Linked DNA regions of Mus musculus: all the other regions are linked to region 3. The links are chromatin contacts, called in public ChIA-PET, HiChIP or PLAC-seq, Micro-C and promoter capture Hi-C maps. All regions are on one chromosome and are shown on one strand. The core of a region is the stretch at or near the end of the contact, and the rest is flanking DNA. Distances in the headings are between cores, read along the strand shown.

The links. Promoter capture Hi-C pulls out the DNA fragments that hold promoters and counts their contacts. A called contact is a pair of places that touch in the nucleus more often than the background predicts. ChIA-PET counts read pairs in DNA pulled down with a chosen protein or histone mark. HiChIP or PLAC-seq counts read pairs in DNA pulled down with a chosen protein or histone mark.
Region 1: a contact with region 3 is called in a FOXA1 HiChIP or PLAC-seq map of pancreatic cancer cells. The contact joins the promoter of Acads here to the promoter of Fam222a in region 3. A contact is called at or near these places in 3 of 39 promoter capture datasets (liver and pre-B cells) and 1 of 115 datasets of contacts at active chromatin or transcription factors (pancreatic cancer cells).
Region 2: a contact with region 3 is called in an RNA polymerase II ChIA-PET map of memory CD8 T cells, with 6 read pairs. The contact joins the promoter of Cox6a1 here to the promoter of Fam222a in region 3. A contact is called at or near these places in 1 of 39 promoter capture datasets (pre-B cells), 1 of 484 Hi-C or Micro-C datasets (CD4 T cells) and 3 of 115 datasets of contacts at active chromatin or transcription factors (bone marrow-derived macrophages, large pre-B cells and memory CD8 T cells).
Region 4: a contact with region 3 is called in a promoter capture Hi-C map of pre-B cells, with 2.6 times the contacts expected there. The contact joins the promoter of Srsf9 here to the promoter of Fam222a in region 3. A contact is called at or near these places in 2 of 39 promoter capture datasets (hematopoietic stem and progenitor cells and pre-B cells).
Region 5: a Micro-C map of embryonic stem cells shows a contact between it and region 3, with 4 times the contacts expected there. The contact joins the promoter of Ssh1 here to the promoter of Fam222a in region 3. A contact is called at or near these places in 2 of 484 Hi-C or Micro-C datasets (the G1E-ER4 cell line and embryonic stem cells), 1 of 115 datasets of contacts at active chromatin or transcription factors (bone marrow-derived macrophages) and 1 of 9 other capture datasets (adipose tissue).
Region 6: a contact with region 3 is called in a promoter capture Hi-C map of pre-B cells, with 4 times the contacts expected there. The contact joins the promoter of Pxn here to the promoter of Fam222a in region 3. A contact is called at or near these places in 2 of 39 promoter capture datasets (liver and pre-B cells).

What each region holds. Positions count from the first base shown.
Region 1 is chr5:115,117,889-115,121,216 of GRCm38.p6, forward strand. Acads (acyl-Coenzyme A dehydrogenase, short chain) reads right to left here and starts at 1,458. Exons shown (of 10, transcript NM_007383.3): 1 at 1,337-1,458. The coding sequence starts at 1,382.
Region 2 is chr5:115,347,385-115,350,617 of GRCm38.p6, forward strand. Cox6a1 (cytochrome c oxidase subunit 6A1) reads right to left here and starts at 1,574. Exons shown (of 3, transcript NM_007748.5): 1 at 1,455-1,574; 2 at 1,181-1,323. The coding sequence starts at 1,563.
Region 3 is chr5:114,566,429-114,569,988 of GRCm38.p6, forward strand. Fam222a (family with sequence similarity 222, member A) reads left to right here and starts at 1,823. Exons shown (of 3, transcript NM_001004180.1): 1 at 1,823-1,996.
Region 4 is chr5:115,325,127-115,328,458 of GRCm38.p6, forward strand. It overlaps Srsf9 (serine and arginine-rich splicing factor 9), which reads left to right and starts at 2,051. Exons shown (of 4, transcript NM_025573.3): 1 at 2,051-2,373. The coding sequence starts at 2,183.
Region 5 is chr5:113,991,786-113,995,260 of GRCm38.p6, forward strand. Ssh1 (slingshot protein phosphatase 1) reads right to left here and starts at 2,005. Exons shown (of 15, transcript NM_198109.5): 1 at 1,879-2,005. The coding sequence starts at 1,947. Gm52825 (a long non-coding RNA gene) reads left to right here. Exons shown (of 3, transcript XR_003955978.1): 3 at 1-449.
Region 6 is chr5:115,505,065-115,508,457 of GRCm38.p6, forward strand. Pxn (paxillin) reads left to right here and starts at 1,612. Exons shown (of 12, transcript NM_133915.3): 1 at 1,612-1,804. The coding sequence starts at 1,792.

The DNA of each region.
Region 1 (3,328 bases), core at 208-2,707, 550 kb after region 3:
TTAGGAGCTGCCCAACATGGGCGCTGGGATCTGAACTCAGATCTTCTGTAAGAAGAACAAACGCTGAGGTAGCCTGGAGTTCAGGCTAGCCTATGCAATAAGTCAAGATTTCATTCATCCCAGGGTCTGGAGGAATGGTTCAGCAGTTAAGAGCACTTGTTGCTCTTTCAGAGGAACCAGGCTACAGAGTGGCTAATTGTCTGTAATGAAAGGTCCAGAGGATCCAACACACTCTTCTGGCCTCTGTGGGACACGGCACACTTATGCAGGCACACATGCAGGCAAAGCACTCATACAAATAAAAATAAAAATAAACTTTTAAGAAAAAAAAAGAGCACCACTCCACCCCCCCACCCCCCACCCCCCCACCCCTGTCTCAATAGAAAAAAAAAAAAATGTATTGATACAATGTCAACAGAGTGTTACAGAAAAGCCCAGGCTAACTGAATGCTTAACTGCTCGCTAAACACTTCCTCCATATAATCCCATTTACAACACCTCGGAAATGGATTTTAAGTTTCACTGGGTCTGGGGTCTGGGAGTTCTATAAAATGTGGACAAGAACAGAACTCAGCTCCCGGCAGTGGAAAGATTAAAGAAGTACTTAATGGCTTATTTAACACTGATCTAATTGTTAATGTGACTCTGGATTAGCCAAAGGAAGCGGTGGCCATAGTGTCAGGGCTGCTGCACAGGAGAGGAAACACTATTAAAAATAAGTATGCCGGGCGTGGTGGCTCACGCCTTTAATCCCAGCACTCAGGAGGCAGAGGCAGGCGGATTTCTGGCTGGTCTACAAAGTGAGTTCCAGGACAGCCAAGGCTATACAGAGAAACCCTGTCTCGAAAAACAAAACAAAAACAAACAAACAAAAAAGTAAATGCTAACGTTAAGAAAACACGTTAGATGCCAACCACGATGCATCCTGTGATTTAATAGAGCTCTGAGGATGGAAACAGTTGACACTTGGACCACTTGATGCAGAGAGGTTGAGAGTTATGTCCAAGGTCATAGGTCGGAGTTAAATGCCAAGCCCCTCCCCCCACCCCCCGCCATGAAGGACCAACTCACCCAGAACCTCAGCTAGGACTGAAATGGCGTAAGGGGTGTGGATAGGGCCGCATAAGGGGAGCTGGCGATGAGGGACCCGCGGGAAAAGCGCCGAGCAGGAGCCCGGATCCCTCAGAGTCTGGGCCTTGCACCGGCCAGAGGCTACCAAACTAGGACAAAGGCCACGCGCAGCCACTGGGTGCTGCCCACTCGTCTGCCCGGGGCCACAGCAGGACCGGCCGCCAGGATCTCCGCCCTGTGACCCGCCCTGGGGCTCCGCACTCACCTCTACGGAGAGGGCCACGGGCCCGGGCGAGCAAGGCGGCAGCCATGGGCACAGACCTCCAGGACCTCCTGCAGCAGCTCTGGAGTTCCGGACGGCAGGGGCAGGGCCTGGGCCACGCCCACACGGCTGCAGGGGCGGGGCCGGCGCCGAGCCCGGGCCACGCCCACCGGGCCGCAGGGGCAGGCCTGAGACAGGCTCACGACCTAGGGTCCGGGCCTCACCCAGGAAGTCAACTTAATTCCAGCGACTTCTGAGCCTGAGGCAGAATTGCAGGTTCTCCCTGTATTACGGAGTAAATTCAAGCCCAGCTTGGGCAACTTTGCAGTATCTTCAAAATGAAAGTTTAAAGAGGGCGTGAGGAGGTCCTCCCTGCCTAGCAGACATAAGGCGCTGGGTTCAGTTTTAGGGAGAGAAGAGAAGAGCTAGCACCTACTCCTGCCCACCCACTTCTGCATCCTGTCAGCTGTCAGCGTAATCCCTGGCTCCCTGACCATCTTTGCTCGGCCACACAAGGCAGGCAGCTTTTGCCCTCTTGCCTGGATTTCATGCTACCATTCCTAGCCCACAGTTTTACATCCAGCCTTTTATTTTACTTATTTATTTACTATTCATCTCTCACACTAGTCTGTGGATTCCAAAAGGGCTGGAAGGGGGCTGGTGAGATGGCTCAGTGGGTAAGAGCACCCGACTGCTCTTCCGAAGGTCCAGAGTTCAAATCCCAGCAACCACATGGTGGCTCACAACCATCCGTAATGAGATCTGACTCCCTCTTCTGGAGTGTATGAAGACAGCTACAGTGTATGTACATAAAATAATAAAATAAATCTTTAAAACAAAACAAAACAAAAAACAAAAAGCCTGGAAGGCTCAGTATCTAGCCCATTGCATGGGGATGCTGGGCAGGAAGATTCCCTCCAGCCCTCAGATGTGAATGTGAAACAGAGCTACTGTCTTCTGCACCTCGTGGGGGGGGGGGGGGCAGAGCCCTGCTGGGAGTAGGGGTACTGCCCATTAACTCCAAGGGTTGAGGGTTGAGTCCTAGCACCCTCAGAACAACTTCGCTCGGTCCCAGAGACTGTCAGTGTCATTAGCTCCCTGGTTTACATGCACCCTACATATCTGCTCACTGAACTTCACAGCCCACCACTACCTAGAAAACAATACACTGAAGAGAGGGTGGTAGTTTAGACTGCAAATGATCCCATCTGTCCATTTCTTCCCCCACCCCCAAAGTCTGGAACTGCCTTTAAAGGGGGGGGGGGGCTTTCAAATAACGTGCTGACTCTTTGCCCAATCCTCTGGTCATCCATCCGTCTTCCCTACCTGGTCACCAGACAGAACCGGATGGAAGACGAAAGAGAGACACTGGAGCCTGAGAGGTGGTGCAGAGGGTAGACTTCACATGTGAGCATGACCTGAGTTGGAACCCCAGCATCCATTTGACCTGGGTGCAGGATTCCATCCGATGGGGACTGCAAAGACAAGGATTCTGGGAGCTCACTGACATCCAGTCTAAAGGGGCTGGTGAGTTCCTGCTTCAGTAAGAAAAAACTGTCTCCAAAAACGAGACAGCTGCCAGGCTCTAATGGTGACATGACTTTAATCCTAGACCTGGAGGCAGAGGCGACTGGGTCTCTGTGAGTTCCAGGCCAGCCTGGTCTACAAAGTAAGTTCCAAAATAGCCAGGGCTACACAGAGAAATCATCTCTCAAAAAAACAAAAACAAAAAAAACCCAAAACAATAGATGACCAGGCCAGGTGGTCCACAGGGCCTGGCTAGCCTGGAACTTGCCATTAAAGACTAGAGACAAGCCTTGAACTCACAGAGTTGAGTGTGGGAATTACAGGCAGGTGCCACCACTCAAACCCATGTCTTTGAAGGTTTGTTTTGGTTTGGTTTGGTTTTGGTTTTGGTTTTTTAAGGGGCCTGGAAAATGGCTCAGTGAGCAAAGGCACTTGCTGCCAAGGCCGATGACGTCAGTTCTATCTCCA
Region 2 (3,233 bases), core at 324-2,823, 780 kb after region 3:
GGTATATGCACGAGTGTAGGTGTACACAGAGACCAAAGATATCATCCCTGCCTGCAGCTGGGGCTAAAGAATGTTGTGAGCCACCCACTGGAAACTAGGCTCTTCTGTAAGAGCAGCAGCACTCTACACCACTGAGCCCTCTCTCCTGTCCCTTCCCCTCCATGTTTGAAAAGCATTGCTCTTGGTCAATAGCTCACAACCATTTTTGGCTTTCTGTGGTAACCCCATTTAGCCCAAGCTAATCTCCATTTCATAACGTGGCAGAGAATAACCAGCAACTACTACTGATAGAAACTTCCTGATAGCTACTACTGAGAAAACGCTTGTTTTCTGACCCCAAGTGCCAGGGGCGGGATATGGGAGCATTATCTAGAGGCCTTAGGAGGGGGGTGCTACTGCCACCTAGTGGGCAGAGCCCCAAGGCAAGGCTGCTGTCAAACACCTTTTCTTTTTCTGAGAAAGTCTCCCCCCTGGCTGTCCTGGAGCTCACTTTGTAGACCAGACTGGCCTTGAACAAGACATTGGCTCTCTTTGGCCTCTCAAGTGCTGAGGCTGTACGGGAACGGCATGGAGCCTTCTGGGTTGTAAAATTGAAGTCTAGAATAAGTTTCTGCAAGGCCAGTCTTAGGTGAATTAGGTGATACAGTGGAAGACGGGCTTGTTAAAATACATCATGAGACATTATAACTGTCTTTTTTTTTTTTTTTTTTTTTTTTTTGGTTTTTCGAGACAGGGTTTCTACACGAACAGCCAAGGCAAAGAACTGATAAAACGACAGGCACTGTGAGAACCAACGGGCAGTCTGTGCTTAAGCCTACGCCAATCGCCCGGATCCCGGATCACCTTCAGGATTTGCGGCTATAAAGGGACACCCCAAACCTCCAAACTTTCCCGCAGGAAGCTAATAAAGTGCACCATTGGACAAAAGGTGACAAGTTGGAGGAGCTGAAAGCCCGCAGGCATTTACTGGGTGGCCTTTTAAGAAAACCGAGCCACGACCTACAAACTGGCTTCCCTTCCGTCAAACGAAGAGTAAATAAAATATTCTATCTGCACGGACGGACAGGCAGCCAAGATCCTAAAACTCCCCCAAGGGCTGGGCCAGGGGAGTGGACAACCCCGCAATAACGGATGCCTGGAGGACGGACGGACAGACGGACAGTAAAGGCGCAGCGCCTACCTTGGTCCTGATGCGCAGGTGAGGGTAGGCAACGAACGGGGGTCTCTCGTGCTCTTCGTGCCGCGACTTGAGGAACACGTTGAGCATGCTCACTCCCACCCCGGGCAGCGCCACGAAGTAGGTGAGGGCCTTCCACATCCGAGCTGCGGCGGGGGCCACAACGTCAGCCTCGGCCGCTCCCTCCCGCCAAGGTCACCGCCCCGGGCTCCGGCCCCGCCACGCCGCCGCACGCCACCCGCCGAGACCCCACGCCCATCCGAGAGCCCCCGGGTACCTGAACCCTCCTCGCCGTGGGCGCCACTCGACATGGGCCGCCTCAACCCGGGGAGGGCCCGGCCCAGCGGCCGAGAGACCCGAGACGCTGACAGCACCGCCGACGCCATCATGGAACTACACCGGCGCGCCGGAAGCGGAAATGGGGACGGGCGAAGGGGGCGGGACAAAGACGCCGAACGACGTTCCTATTGGGCAACGCCTTCTCAGACCTGGCTAGGAACTCCAGCGCCTGCGCACTTTATCCGTCCCTGGGGCGGCTGGAGCGAGAGCGCGCATGCGCCCCGTTCCTGTGCCCCATCTCCCTGCTTGTCAGCGCCTAGGTGAGGATGTCCGCGGAACTGAACTTTTGCGAGCTTTTCTGGTTTTAATCGCTCCCTTCTTTGGAGTCCCTGGACAGGATCTGAAGTGCGGAGAACAAGTCACGTTAGCGGAGGCGCCATTCTCTTTCCTCGCTCGCTGCCTTCTAATTCCGCGATTTCCCAGGCCCTCGACAGCCCTGTCCTTGTCGTTATCATTGTCCCTATCGCTCTTAAAGACCGTTGTTATTCTCTTCCGTTGTGCCCTACATAGACTGTAAAGTCCGCAGTGCTTAGATTTTTGCCAGCGCTGCATCCCGAGAGTTACCCGAAATCTTTCATGGCAAGTAGCAGGTGCTTTATGCAATTTAATGAATGAATGTATGAAACCGTGTATTAATGAGTCAAGGAACAGACCCAGGAACCAGTAAGGACCCTGCAATTGCCAGCAAATCTGGACTTTGTTTAGCTCCATATCCTCAGCGTTTGTTCAATGTTCCTGCTCCCGCTTTGAATACTACACACATCTGTTAAATTTTGTCTGTAGAACTTTACAAATATCTCCTTTTTCCCTTTTTATTTATTTATTTGTTTATTTATTTATTTATTTATTTTGGTCTAAAAGCCTCGCATCTTTAATGCTAGTATCTGCGAGGAAGACGCAGATGGAACTGACCCCAGGCCAGCCTCCTCTACAGAGTTCTAGGCTATCCAGAGGCTGCATAGTGAGACCCTGTCTCCATAAAAACAAAAACAACAAAACACGCTGTACTGGTTAGTTTTGTGTCAACTTGACACAGCTGGAGTTATCACAGAGAAAGGACCTTCAGTTGAGGAAATGCCTCCATGAGATCCATCTGTAAGGCATCTCAATTAGTGATCAAGGGGGAAAGGCCCCTTGTGGGTGGGACCATCTCTGGGCTGGTAGTCTTGGGTTCTATAAGAGAGCAGGCTGAGCAAGCCAGAGGAGGCAAGCCAGTAAAGAACATCCCTCCATGGCCTCTGCATCAGCTCCTGCTTTCTGACCTGCTTGAGTTCCAGTCCTGACTTCCTTTGGTGATGAACAGCAGGGTGGAAGTGTAAGCTGAATAAACCCTTTCCTCCCCAACTTGCTTCTTGGTCATCATGTTTGTGCAGGAATAGAAACCCTGACTAAGACACACGCCAAGTGAGGTGGCTCATAAGAGTGAGATGGGGTAGGAAGATTGCTGTGAGTTAGAGACTAGCCTGGGCTGTAGAATGAGACCCTGTCTCCGCTCACACACCCCTAAGTTTAAAATGTTTGTGTATATGGTACTGTTTTGAGAGACGGAGGTAGGGAATCTCTAGTTAGAGGCCAGCCTGGACCACGTCTATAGTCTGAGATTAGCCTTGCCTATATTGTAAGAGCCTATCTCAAAATAACAAAAGGAGGAAGAGGCAGCAGCAGACTCATGCATTTTAAAACATCCTTAACTGCTTGATGGATTCAAGACCAGACT
Region 3 (3,560 bases), core at 573-3,072:
AGGTGATACTGTGCCTCAGTTTCCCTACCTGTTAAATGGACGACAAACCGGAGCCTTACCAGGTATGGTGGCTTGTGGTCATATTTTCTGCACTCTGGAGGCTGAGGCAGGAGGATGGCTTGAAGCTAGGAGTTTGAGACCAACAGGAGCAACATAGAAAATACTAAGTGCCTGACTCCCGCGGTCAATGTATACATCTGTGGGATGGAGCTGACCAAGGATTCAGCATGTGGTTTGTGTTCCACAGATCTCAGCGCTGATGCCCAAAACTCCACCACCATCCCCAGTCGCTCCGTGGAAAAGGCAATCGGGAAGCTTCACGTCTTAGTTTTGTCCGTAAACTGAGAACAAGTGTCAAATATCAGTGTTCTCCTCTGTAAAATGTAGGCCATAAAGCCAATCTCACAGTTTTGAAAAATTTAAGTGTAGTATGCACTTTGCTCTGTGTGTGTGTGTGTTTAGGTTGTCCCAAGGTTTGATGTTGGGTCTTGCAAACCGCACCCTTTACCATTTGGTGTCACCCCAACCTATTTTTACTATCTTTAACACACTCCTCATAGGGCCTGTTCCAAGAGTAAACGGAATAATGCATAGTACCTACCCTCAAACAGGTACTCAGTGAATAGGATTACCTGCTTTCAACCCTTTAGGTCTTCGACAAAGGGACTACAACAACCAGCATGCCTTGCCCTTCCAATCGGGACTCCTTCGCCTGTTTTAGGCTCGCAGCAAGCCGGGAGTTGTAGTCCTCTAGGAGCAGGACCCGCCTCATCCCCGCTTGGGGAAAAAGGTTGGAGAGCCGCCCTGCCGGCCTTTGAATTTTGCCGCGAAAAGCGCGCGTGGCGGCCCCCAGCCCCGCCTCGCGGAGGACGCGGCGCCGCGTCACCGTGGTAACCGCCTCTCGGCTGCAGCTGATTGGGCCGTAACGCGGGGGGCGGACCGGGGGTGAGACGCAGCGGCAGGAGCGGGCGCCCGCGCCTGTCAGTCGTGCCGGAGCGGAGCAGCGGGCAGCATTGCCGGGCCGGCAGCTCTGCGAAGAGGCTGCGCGCGCCGGCCAGGCCGGGCGAAGAGCCGGGCCCGAGGCTAGGCGAGGGTGCTGGGCAGCGCGAGGTTGCGGCTCCGGGAGCCCCGCGAACCGTCCCGGGCCACGGGCACGGGAGAGACCTGTGCGCCGACCGCTGCTGCGGCGCTCGAGCACCATACCGGGTGCACGGCTCTCCATCCCCGAGTCTGCCCTGCGCCTGCTGGATCTGCTGGTCCTCAGCGCCAAGGCCCGCGAGGCTACATCCCAGTCTCTGCCGCTCGCTGCGGCTGCCACTGCCGCTGCTCGCCGGCTTCCCCTCCCCCCACACCCGGAGCTCGGAGCAGGAGGAGGAGGGGCCGGCTCATTCTCGGCGCTGCTCTCTGCAACCTGCGGGGGCCGGTGCACGCCGGGCGAGGAGCCCGGGCCGCTGCAGGTGCGTGCAACCCTCCGAGGAGACGGACTCTCCACCTCTGAGCAAAGCCGGGAGCTGCAAGCCGAGGGCGGGAGGGCAAGCGAGAGGAAGCAACAAAGACAGGCTGCAGCTGGGGCTGGCGAGAGGGGCCGCGGCCGCCGGCCTCCCAGCGCGGACGGAGAGGGCGCCCTGGGAGAGGCGCGGGCAGAGCTGCAGCGGTGAGCCGGGCCCCGAAGGGAGGCGCAGCGCCTCCCGCCGGACGTATGGAGCACAGTCTCCTGCGAGGATGCGCCGCCTGAGCGCGCGAGCGGCCGGGGTCCCAGGCGGACGCGACGGGTACTGAGAGGGGGGAAAAAAAAACCTTTTTCCGACTTCGGACGGCGCTTCCGGACGCAGGGATCGCCCTCACCGACGGCTCCCCTTTCCATACGAAGAAAGACATCGGCCCCCTAAGGGGGCCTTTCTCCAGCAATCTTTATCACCCCTGCATGGCCGCAACCCGCAGATCGGAGCGTCGTGGCCTCTGAGATTTGGTGCCCTTCGTCCGACTGCCTGATACGGTGAGTTGCGGGGTGCAGAATTTTGGGTTTGAGCTGGGGACAGCTCCTCGCAACCTGGCAACCTGGACTGGCCCTAAAAGGGCCCTAGGTTGTTGGGTGCCCAGAGACAGCAATGCTACTTGTCCACCCTTGTCCTGCCCACACAACTTATTTGGACTGGCTGGAGTGGAGATTGTGGACCCTCGTGGGTATTCTACTGACATCGGTATTTGTCAGAGGAAAGGCACCCCACCCATGAAGCTAACAAAGGTGGTGGCCCTGTCCTCTGGAGATTCTTAGGGAATCTTGTACTTTTGTAAAGATTGATTGGGGGCAGCCAGGGTTGGCCAGCATGGAGGGGGTCTACAAAACCACCTTTGGGATCTTAAAGAGACAGAGCTCAGAGACAGGGAGTCCCAAAACTTCATGTCTGAGGATGGTGTCTTTCCAGGCAAGACATTTGTGTGTCTATTGTTACAAATAACTCACAAAGACAGCATGTTCCAATGGGCTGCATGTGACATCACTGCCCGACCTTTGATGTCACCAGAATTGTGACAACACAGCTGGCTTTGAGTGGAGCCAGAATGGCCAAGGCCGAATGCCTTGGTGTAGTAGAAGGTGAAGGCCAACTCCCTGTCCTCCCCGGCCGCAATCTTATGACCTAAATCCCCACTCGAGGTGGGGGAGGGAGGCAGGCAGTGCCAGCTGTCCCTGCCCCTGAGGACAGGTGTTCAGAACTCTGCCTATGTCTCCTGCAGTGTCTGGAGTCTCCCAGACTCCCAAACAGAGCAACCTCTTACTTTTAAGCAGGATGCTTAAAAGGAGGTCCCCATGAACCCTACCATGTACCCAGCCAGCAACTGGAGTTCCCAGGGTCCCCAGAAAAATGTGGGCTTCAGCCTTCAAACAGGCTTCTCTTGAAAAGGTGAATGTCCTGCCTGAGCCAGAGAGAGAGGGGAGCCAGGACCTTCCTGGTGTGTGTGTGTGTGTCTGTCTGTCTGTCTGTCTGTCTGTCTGTGTAAGTTCAGGGAACTCCCCTGCTCTTCAAGGTAAGGGGCCATGGTCCAGCTGGGACTCCTGCCTTAGCTGTTCCCCTTCTGTCATTTAAGATGACTTTGACAAGCAGTGTAATAGATGCTCATTAAGCAAATACCAGGCCAGGGGGGATAGGTGGAGATGCTGAGAGCCCTCCTCTCCCCACCGAACTCTGGCAGCAGCCCTGTACAGTATGGAGCCCAGAGAGCTCCCAAGCCACAGCCTGCTTACTCTCATTTGCCCATCCCAGCAATCACTGCCAGGGCCAGATAGGGGGTAAAATAGCCACAGTCAAGTTTCTAGGGGAAAGATTGAAGACGCTGGCATTGTTGCTCCCATGGGGGGGGGGGGCGGGGACGACAGGTGAGACAGGGTTTCTCTACAGACCATTTTTACAGCCTCCTCCCAGGCTCTTCCATTAACAGGTCAATAAATACCGGGGTGGGGGGGGGAGGCCACTTTGGAGGTTTGGTGGGGTGATCCTGTTTCCAGCTGAAGGGTTTCTTTACACGCAAGCTTCCAAGGACAGCCAGCGGCACAACAGCAG
Region 4 (3,332 bases), core at 801-3,300, 760 kb after region 3:
GAAGATTTTACTTTTACGCTGACATCTTAGCATTTAGTTAGGTTTTTGTTTTGTTTTGCTTTTCTGATGTAGGCTGGGTTGCCCTCAAACTCCATGTATTGCTGAAGGTGACCTTCTCCACCCACATCCTTTGAAAAGTTTCTATGCTTTTGGGTAATAAGCAATACCTAGTTATATGTATCTTTGTTTTGTTTTGTTTTTTCCAGACAGGGTTTCTCTGTGTAGCCCTGGCTGTCCTGGAACTCACTCTGTAGACCAGGCTGGCCTCGAACTCAGAAATCTGCCTGCCTCTGCCTCCCGAGTGCTGGGATTAAAGGTGTGCACCACCACCGCCTGGCTTTTTTTTTTTTTCTTGTATATTTTCTTCATTTATATTTCAAATGCTATCCCAAAAGTCCCCTATACACCACCCCACCCCCCTGCTTTTTTTTTTTTAAGACAGTTTTTCTCTGTGCCTCCTTGGCTGTCTTGGGATTAGCTCTGCACACTTGGCTGGCCTTAAATTCACAGAGATCCACCTGCCTTTTTTTTTTTCTCTAACTACACAGAATACAAGGATAAACATAAAGATATGTAATTTGAGGCTTTTGGGTTTTTTGTTTCTAAAGATTTATTGTATGTTCATTGGTGTTTTTGCCTGTATGTCTGTCTGTGTGAGGGTGGCAATCTCCTGGAACTGGAGTTACAGACAGCTGTGAGCTGCCATGTAGGTACTGGGTATTGAACTCAGGTCCTTTGGAAGAGCAGTCAAGGCTCTTAATCACTGGCACCATCTCTCCAGCCCCTGGACATATTGTTTTATGGTGTAGCCTTAGGCTGGGATCCAAAAATCTTACAGAGAACAAATGAAACAACAACCGAGCTGCCTAGGGTTACAGCTCTCTATCATCTTGCTATCTTTGCCTTATATCCCTCCAGGCATCTAGGTTTGAATAGTTTTTCAGGGTAGGATCTCAGTAAGTTGTTGTCAAGGCTAGCCTAGAATTTTAAAGTCTCTCACCTTAGCCTCAGGAGAGTGAGATTTACTGGCATGCATTCCCACTCACTGTTTTGTTTGGTGAGGTTGTTCTATAGTTTAGAATGCACAAATAGGCAAACTCTACAGTGATGCTTGTGGTGATATGAAATAATACATGCGTATCCTCCACAGATTCTCTTTTCTCTCTCTTTCTTGGAGACAGGGTAGCTGTGAAGTTTCAAACCCGGGATGATCCGCTGAGGTGCCTATATAAGATACCAAAGCAGACCTGGTCTCCAGCTTCTGGCATCCTCCAGTCCTTATCTGTTACAGGGTTTGGCTGACATACCCCGCCCTCCAGGCCAGGGGCTAGGCTGCCCTTCCCCTAGAGGCTCTTCCCTATATAATCCAGACATCTTGACTACCTTCCTCTTTTTACACCTTTTGACCTTCTGACTGCAGGATCTGTTTCCCCTCTCCTTCCCGCCTCTCCTCACAGGGCCCAGTTCTGCCTGGTCTCGTCCCCTTCTGGACTCTCCTAGATGGCCTCCCTCTGAGTATAGTATGCTCTCCCACATACCTACAATAAACCTTCTTCTCCACTATACCTTTTATTTCTCTATGTAAACCAGGCTGGCCTTGAACTCATGGAGATAGTTGCTCCTGCCTCTGTCCGGGTTCGGAGTGTTGGAACGAAAGGTTTGCGCATCCACTCTCCATTCTCCAGAAACTCGGACAACCAAGCTTTGGCGACCATCTCAGGCTTACACCTCGGGTCTAAGGGACGACTACAGACCTGAGACCGAGGGCCAGGATAGCCCAGCGCTGGGCAGTCTGAGGGCTTCTGTGGGGTCCGCGTCCTTCTCCTCAGAAGGACAGCCCCAAGCTTAGTGACCTACCAGCTTAGGAGGCGCTCGGGTCCCACCTCCGGGAACCTTCCGCTCGCATCTCTAGGGAGAGACCCCGCCCTCTGCGCAAGCGCACCTCGCGGCGGCGGCTACCCCTTTAAGATCGCTTTAAAAATCCTCCGACCGCCGCCCCCTCCCGCCCCCGCTTCCTCACGGCTTCCGCGCCGCGTTCCCACAATGCAGTGCGGCTGAGCGCCTCGGGAGCCCGCGGGGGAGGCTGCGGCGGGGGGCCCCGGGCTGAGGAGGCGGCGTCGGCGGCGGAGGCGGCTGCGACGGGACGTGGGCTGCGGCGGGCCCGCGGCGTCGGCCGGTGCGGATGTCGTCGGGCTGGGCGGACGAGCGCGGCGGCGAGGGCGACGGGCGCATCTACGTGGGCAACCTTCCGTCCGACGTGCGCGAGAAGGACCTCGAGGACTTGTTCTACAAGTACGGCCGCATCCGCGAGATCGAGCTCAAGAACCGGCACGGCCTCGTGCCCTTCGCCTTCGTGCGCTTCGAGGACCCGCGGTGAGGATTCCGCCGGCGGCTCGCCCCATCTCCGCCGGGCCCGGCCTCCCCTCCCCTCCCCCAGCGCCTTCCCCTCCCCCTCCCCGCCGTGCTGACCCCTCGCGGCGCCCCCCCCCCACCCCCGGCTGGAGGCGGCTTTGCCTGGTGTCACTTCCTTCAATCGGAAGGCTCCAGCCCGCCCGACTTGCCCCCGAGGAGGGTAAAAACCAGCGCGCTCTGCCCAGCCCTCGAGTTTGGGAAAAGCACCCTAACGGGAAGCACCCCGAAATGAGGGAAGCGCGGGGCTCGGGTCCCCCGAACCGACCCTGCAGAGGACTCGGCCGAAGGCGACAGTCGCCCATCCCGCCCCCTCCTCCCGAGTCCGGGTTCGGGTCTGTGGGTGGGGGTGGCCCTCGCCGTTACCGGGGAACAGACGGCGTTGGCGGGGACCACAGGTTGCCTTGGGCGGCTGAAAAGCGGGGTGTCTGGAGCCAGCCCTCACTTGGGCGCCCCACCGAGCCTAGTTCTAGTAAAGGGGGATCAGATTAAACAGCGGGAGAGAGAGACGGGTGGGGGGTTAGCATCTCTGATTTCATTCCCCTCTAATGAGGGAAGTTAATTCCCCGCCAGAAGCCAGAAGTTAATTGTAGCAGGGATGTGGAAAAGCTAGGCTCCCCCAAAACCCGCGCCGAAGGATCTTTGATTTTTTTTTTAATTATTATTTTTATTTTTTTTGTGTGTGTGTGCAAATGTCGTGAGCCCTGGGTCAGGAAGAGGCCGGAAAGTATGCTTTAGTTTAGAGATCTCTGCGCCGTTGGCGGTCGTCCCCTTGGGAGGGTCAGTAAGGACCTGTTCCCTGTCTTCTCAGCCTCGTTGGGAGGAGAGCTTCATCTCTGCCTGCCGACCCGGTGTCTCGCCGGCCTGGGTTGGAGATTACGGATTCACAGTAGAAGTACTCCGGACTTCGATGGTTGAAGACT
Region 5 (3,475 bases), core at 755-3,254, 570 kb before region 3:
GGGTTTCCTGCCTCCACCTTCCACATTCCTAGGATGTAAAAGTCAAGAGGGCTCTGGGCCTCCTCACACTTTAAACATTGGCTTTCTTCTGGGCTTTCTCTTCTGTTAATTGGTCATTGGGAGATCATCATATAATGATTTAAAATGGAGGCTGGAAGGGGGCTGCAGAAGAGAGCTCCGCAGTTAAAAGCATTTGCTGCTCTTCCAGAGGACCTAAAAGCAGATGCCCAGATCCACAACCTGCAGCTCACAAGCCCCCTGTAAGCCTAGCTCCACAGGATCCAACATCCTCTTCTGGTCTCCGTGGGCACCTGCATATGCCCAGAAGCAGACAGAGAGACAAACGCATGCACACACATGCATACACACCTTAATGTAATTTTTAAAATGTAGGTAGTGTGCGTAGTGCCAGGCACACACAAGGGTCTGGTTCAAACATTTAGTACTAAATAACATTAATAATAATAATAATAATAATAATAAAATGATTTTTAAAATGTCCTAATCAGTGTCCTGAAAAAAATTTACCCCCCATACAATGAATTCTTATAGAAAGGAAAGAAATGATTAGACCCAGTATGGGCAAACCTTGAGACCAGCACGCTTAGAGGGAGAAGCCAGACAGAGGCAACACTGCATATTTCCTGTTATATGAACTACAGCGTAGGCAAATGTAGAGAAGTAGGGGACGCCCCGGGGTGGGGGTGAAGCAAAGACAAGCGGTAACTGAGAAGGGCGGGGCGCTGAAGCTTCGGGACTGAGTGGCTGAGCGGGTGTGTCTACTAACGCTGACTTACATACTTCCAAAAGGTAAAGCCACAGGCTGTGAGTTACATCTCAACTAAAAAAAAAAAGATTAAAAGCCTAAAAATGTGTCTAATACAGGAACTGGAAGCGACCAAGTGTTAAATTCCCATAACATTATGGAAGTTGGCTAGAAATCCAGGCTGAGAGCCAGGTGTGGAAAGCTCTTCTGAACTGACAACATCTGAGACGCAGAGGCAGGGGGCCAGCCACAACTACATGATGAAGGAAGGAAGGAAGGAAGGAAGGAAGGAAGGAAGGAAGAGAATTTCGGCTGCAAAGGCCTGTACTGCCCCTCCCTGCTTCCCTATGCTCCTGTAGTTTCCTAGGAAGAACACAAGATAAAAGGCACTTTGTAAACTGTTGTAGGGGAACCGAGCTGTGTGGGAAGAGAGGCCTTACTACAATCTAACTTCTCAGTTGCCCTGCCTAATTGTGTGCAAAGAGGAGGCAACCAGAACCTTCTGCCTGCAGATAAAACTCATGAAAGAGTCTCAGACAGAAAGGGCCCTGGAGGCTTAACCTCACAGCCATTCTGCAAAGATGCCTGCCAGTCCCCGCAAGACGAGCCCAAAACGCACCAACACGGGCACGCAGGGGTGCTGAGCCAAGTCTCACGCAGACACACAACCCCGGGAGAGGGCCCAGATTCCAGCTGGCAACTTCCTGGGCCTGCGGGGCTAGCCCAGCACAGCGGGGCGTCCCCTGCAGCCGGCTGGGTCATCCGGGGTTTACTCCGAGGCCTTAAGCTCATCAGGGGAAGGGGGTGGGATGAGCCCGGCTGGGGTAGCACAGCCTGGGGCAGGCCGTCCTGAGGACCCGGACGCTCCGGTCCCCATCTACCCCGATTAAGCAGCATGAGCTCAGGCCCCGAGCGGAACCCGAGACCCTGCAGCCCAGAGCCGACCAGAGCCTTTCCTGGTGCCCTGCGATCTGGAAGCATCCCCCCCCGCCCCCCCACCTCCGCGACCCCAGCCCGGCGCATGCTCAGTCACCGGGACGCGGGGACGCCCGCACCCCAAGGGCGGACGCACCTCCGCCTCACACCTTGTGGGAGGGTGCGGCCGGGCTCACCTCGCTGTTGCTTGCGGAGGAAGACGCGGCGCTGGGCGTGGGAGAGCGCTGAAGGGTCACCAAGGCCATCGCGGCGCGGGCCCGGCCCGGGGCCTCCAGCAGCCGGCCGGGCAGCCGCGCCGGGCCCGCCCCTCGCTCCCTCCCTCTTCCCTCCTCCCTCCCGCAAACTCCCCACCCCCCACCCCCTTCCCCGGCTCCGGAGTCCGCCGGGCCCGCAGCGCTCGGGCAGTGATGCGCATGCGCCAGTGACCGGCCTGGGGCGGGCCCCGCCGCGCGGTCACGTCCACTCGCGCGCGCCCCCGCGCTGGCTGCAGCCGCCCGGCCTGGGCCCCTCCTCCGCCGCTAGACTCGCGGGCAGCGTAGGGAAACTGAGGCCTCCGAAGGCAAGGCCAGCAGAGCAAAGCTGCCCAGAGTTTGTAAAAGACTCACTCGTTTATTCTTTCAAGGAAAGTTACTCTGCTCATACAAAGTGCGGGGCCTCCCCCCACCCCACCCCACCCCCGGGACTGTGAAATCCGCTTGCAGAGTTGCTTTGCATAGGATTGGGGTGTAGCCCAGTAGCAGGGTGTCCCGCCGGCCTACTCAAGGTCCTGGATTCCAACGCCTGCACCACCAAGGGCTGATCTAATCTTCGAATTCCTTCTGGTGTCTAGAAACGCAGACTAGTGGGTGGCGAGAGGAAAGGCTTCTCGAAGGAGTAGTACTTGCTAGGAGGCAGGATTTCCGTGAGCTGGACTAACCCACGGAGGGAGAGAGAACTGTGGGCCGGCCAGAAGCTTGCCCGGGGACAGCAGTGGGGATAAGCGGGCGCGTTGCATTGGCTTTGGAAAGGTTGCCAGTGGGCCAGGGTGAGGGACCCCAGCAAGGCGGTACTGGGCAACTTGATAGAAACTTCTCTTTCACAGAGCCCCGACCCCTACTCTGGACCTCTTGTGGTACCCAAGCCTTGCTAATCACAAGTCTCCAGTCCCACTCCATCATCCTCAAAGCCCGAGAGGAAACCTGGCTCCTCCCTGCCTCTTCCACCGTCTTGAGGGTATCAACAGTCTCCATCCTCAAATAAGGATTGTCTTTCTTTTTAAATTTTTATTTATTATTATCTGTGTGTGTGTGTGATATGCGTATGAATACATGCATGAATCAAATTCAGGTCACTAGCCTTAGTGGCAAGGCTCCTTTATGTACCATGTAACCAACCCTTAAAGGGGATTTTCAGTGGGGTTACCCCGCAATGTAAGGAAGTTTCCAGTTGCTCGTATTTAACAGACGCTCCTGCTAAGTGCAAAGAGTCTCGGTTTTTAAAGATCTGAGAATGGCGCCATTAACTGCCCCCTATGTCGACACAAAGCATCCTCTGCATTTTCAGAAGGCAACTATGTCAAAACAGGACTGAGTATACTTTTTGTCTGTGAATTTGGTCCACAGTTTTTCAGCACTAAGTAAGACAGGTTTTGAATGGCAATACCCAGCAGGGCTCCCCTCTGTTTGGAGCTATTCTTTGGCTGATAGATGATCACGAGTGTTCCAGAATGCCAGCTTTGTGTGTGTGTGTGTGTATATCTGTGTATGTGTGTGGGTGTGCATGTGTGTATGAGTG
Region 6 (3,393 bases), core at 362-2,861, 940 kb after region 3:
ATGATTTTAGATAGAGTCTTATATAGCCCAGGGTAGTTTCATAATCAATATTTAGCTAAGGATGGCCTTGAATTTCTTATTCTCCTGCTTCCACTTCCTAAGGGTGGGGATTTAAGTCCTATGTTACTTGTTGGGCTGGTCTTGAAGTATGTATGTATGTATGTATGTATGTTTTGAGACAGGGTCTTATGTAGCCCTGGCTGGCTTTGAACTGAACTGACTGTGTGGTGTTAAGGACAACTTTGAACTCCTGATAAACTTGCCTCTGCCTACTAAATTCTGGGATTATAGTCTTGTGCCACCACACTCAGTTTGTGTGTGTGTGTGTGTGTGTATTTATTTTTAAAAGTTTTCAAAAAATTTAAAATTTGAGACAGGTCTTCCTATAAATTGCCCAGTTTAGTCCTTACTCTTTCTCTAGTCCAGTGTAATCTTGAATTTGAAGACCTGCCTGCATCTCCCAACTAGCTGAGATTATAGTCCTGAGCTACTACACCAGGCTTTTATCATCCAGTTTCTGAGTCCCCTGGGCAAATCTGCCAGGATCCGGGAATGAAGTTTTGGTAGTTTTTGCTTTGCTGTAATGTGGGGTAAATCTACCTTGTGCAGAATTTTGGCAGTCTCTAGGAAGGGGGAAGCAGGGAAAGGGGTAAAATGAAAGGTTTCATAAGCTCTAAAGTACTGGATCTGGGGCCAGAGTTGGTCGCAGCCACTGCTGATGTTACCAGTCAGGACAAAGGTCTCAGGTTCCAGCCTGGCTGGAGGTACAAAGAGACCCTGTTTCTCCGGGCAGTGGTGGTGCATGCCTTTAATCCCAGCACTCAGGAGGCAGAGGCAGGCGGATTTCTGAGGCCAGCCTGGTCTATAGAGTGAATTCCAGGACAGCCAGGGCTACACAGAGAAACCCTGTCTCGAAAAACCAAAGAGAGGGCTGGTGAGATGGCTCAGTGGGTAAGAGCACCCGACTGCTCTTCCGAAGGTCCAGAGTTCAAATCCCAGTAACCACATGGTGGCTCGCAACCATCTGTAACGAGATATGACGCCCTCTTCTGAAGACAGCTACAGTGTACTTACATGTAATAAATAAATAAATCTTTAAAAAAAAAAACCATGAATTGTTTCAACATTAATTCAAATGAATACTTTAAAAAAAAAAAAAAAGAAAAACCAAAGAGAGAGACAGAGAGAGAGAGAGAGACAGAGAGAGAGAGACCCTGAGAGAGAGAGACAGAGAGACAGAGAGAGAGAGAGAGACCCTGTTTCACAAAAACTACATCTGGGATATTATTCTGGGATGACTAGCACTGCCATCAGTCCAAAGGCTCCAGGCAAGCCGATTTAATCCTCCTGGGAGGTGACCTACAGGGACAGGTGGACAAATCCGACTCTCTTGAGTGACAAATCTGCCACCGACTCTCTTGAGTGACTAGTCTGCCAGAAGGTCGGGTCAGACTGAACGCAGAGGTTCATGGCCTATAGACGCCACCAGCCTGTCCAGCCGCCAGGGGGCGCCACGACCACGCCCAGCTTTCGCCCCCTGCGGGATTGGGCGTGCTGGGGGGGTGGGGGGTCGGAGGCGGGGCGTGGCCAGCGTGCACGCGGGGGCGGGGCTATCCTGTCGCGGGCGCGCGCGCCGGCGGCGGCGGCGGTGGTGGAGGAGGAGGCAGCGCGGCAGCGGGTTCCGTTCCGGGCCGAGGCTGGACGCGGAAAAGTTGCGGGGCGGCGAGGAGCAGCCCGGAGACGGGCAGCGAGGGCGACATCGAGCCGGGGACTGGCGTCTGAGGACCAGCCATGGACGACCTCGGTGAGTGCGGGAGACGGAGGGCGGAGCGGCCGGGGCCCGGCGGCCGCCGATCCCACCCTAGCGCCCGGCTGGGCTGCGGTGCCTACGGCCCGGGGCTGTGCTGGCCGCTCTTCGCTGCGGCGCCTGAGGACCTCGATCCCGTACTGGGTGTTCAGGGACCCACCTCTGGGAGAGGCGCCCCGCTCCCGGGGCAGACCTCCTTGGCTTGCAGGAGACCCTCACTTGGCTTCCCCACCCCCACCTCAGAGCGTCTGCCTATGGGACTCGGTCTCAGAGGCTGTTTCTTCTATGACCCCCCTCTGTTCCCTCCAGGCCACCTTCCACTTTGCACACTGCCCCCAGACCCCCCACCCCGTTTCAGGGATATAGCCCCTTTCGAGAGAGCCCACCCATTTCCTATCACAGCCCACAGAAAAGCTTGTGAGGACCACACCCCCATTCTAATGACAAGTGTCCCCGGGGGTACTGCATATACACCCCCCCCCAACCCCCACCACACACCGTTTCAAGTCTGGTCACCCTGTATTACAAGATCAAGTTTAAACTTAGAAAGGCAAGTTTGGGGGGGTGGTGGCTTATGACTCCCGCCTCTCACCCACCGTTCCCAGACCCTGGTGACATGCCAGAGGAATGAGAAGGGGAATGGGCCGCAGGCTACGGCCATCTCTGAACGTGTCCTGGCTGGCAAGGTCCCCCACCCCCAGCATCAGAGCTGCTGGAAACCCCACAGGTAAAGAGGACAGGACACCCAGAACAGAGTTTTAACTGTCCTCGTGTTATTGGAGCCCAGAGGCCATTCTTTTCAGCCCACACTTGGTCTGCTGTTAGGACAGAGGAAAGGAAAGACTCTCCTGGAAGTGGATTTTAAACCCAAGGGGGTTGATTCAAGGCTTCTAGGAATGCCCAGTGAATCCCAGCGTGAAGGAGCCCCTGTCTTCCCCTCCCCGGAGGGCCCCTCAGCTGAGGAGGTGTGTGTGGGATAAAGTCCCTTCTCTGTAGGAGCCTTGTCTTCACTCTCTGGACTGTGGGTGGCTTGTATGACCGCTGGTGCCATCCGTGTCCCTGGCTCTGAGGAGCAGATTCACTAGATAAGACTGAGGGACCTCTCAGGCAACACAGGGTACCAAGTTAAGACTGGTCATTTTTAAAACTGGCTACAGTTTCCTTGTGGGATCAGGGAGCTGGTGTAACATCCTGGAGGCTGGGATGGTGTTGGGTCCTGCTTGGTTCACGGAGTGGGCTGTCTGCCAGGCATAGCTATGCTTTTGGGTCAGGCTTGGCACGTCCGTTCCCGATGCACTCAAGGTTGGCGTAGCTTCCAGGCAGGTATTTTTAATTTTTATTCTTCCACATAAAAATACCTGAGCTTTCGAAAGGAGGCCGGGGTGATGAGCTTTTGAGTAGGTATCTGAATGTGTAAGGGGTTCCCCCGGTGGGGACGAGGGGAATCTAGTCACAGCACCTCACAGGCTGGTTGAGGGCCCTGTTGCTTCTGGACAGTCCCCGTGCTGTTTGAAGGACTGAGGAAGTCTTTGTAGTGTCCGCAGAGCTCGGAATTCCCGGCTTCTGACTGTCTTCCATTTAGGGCC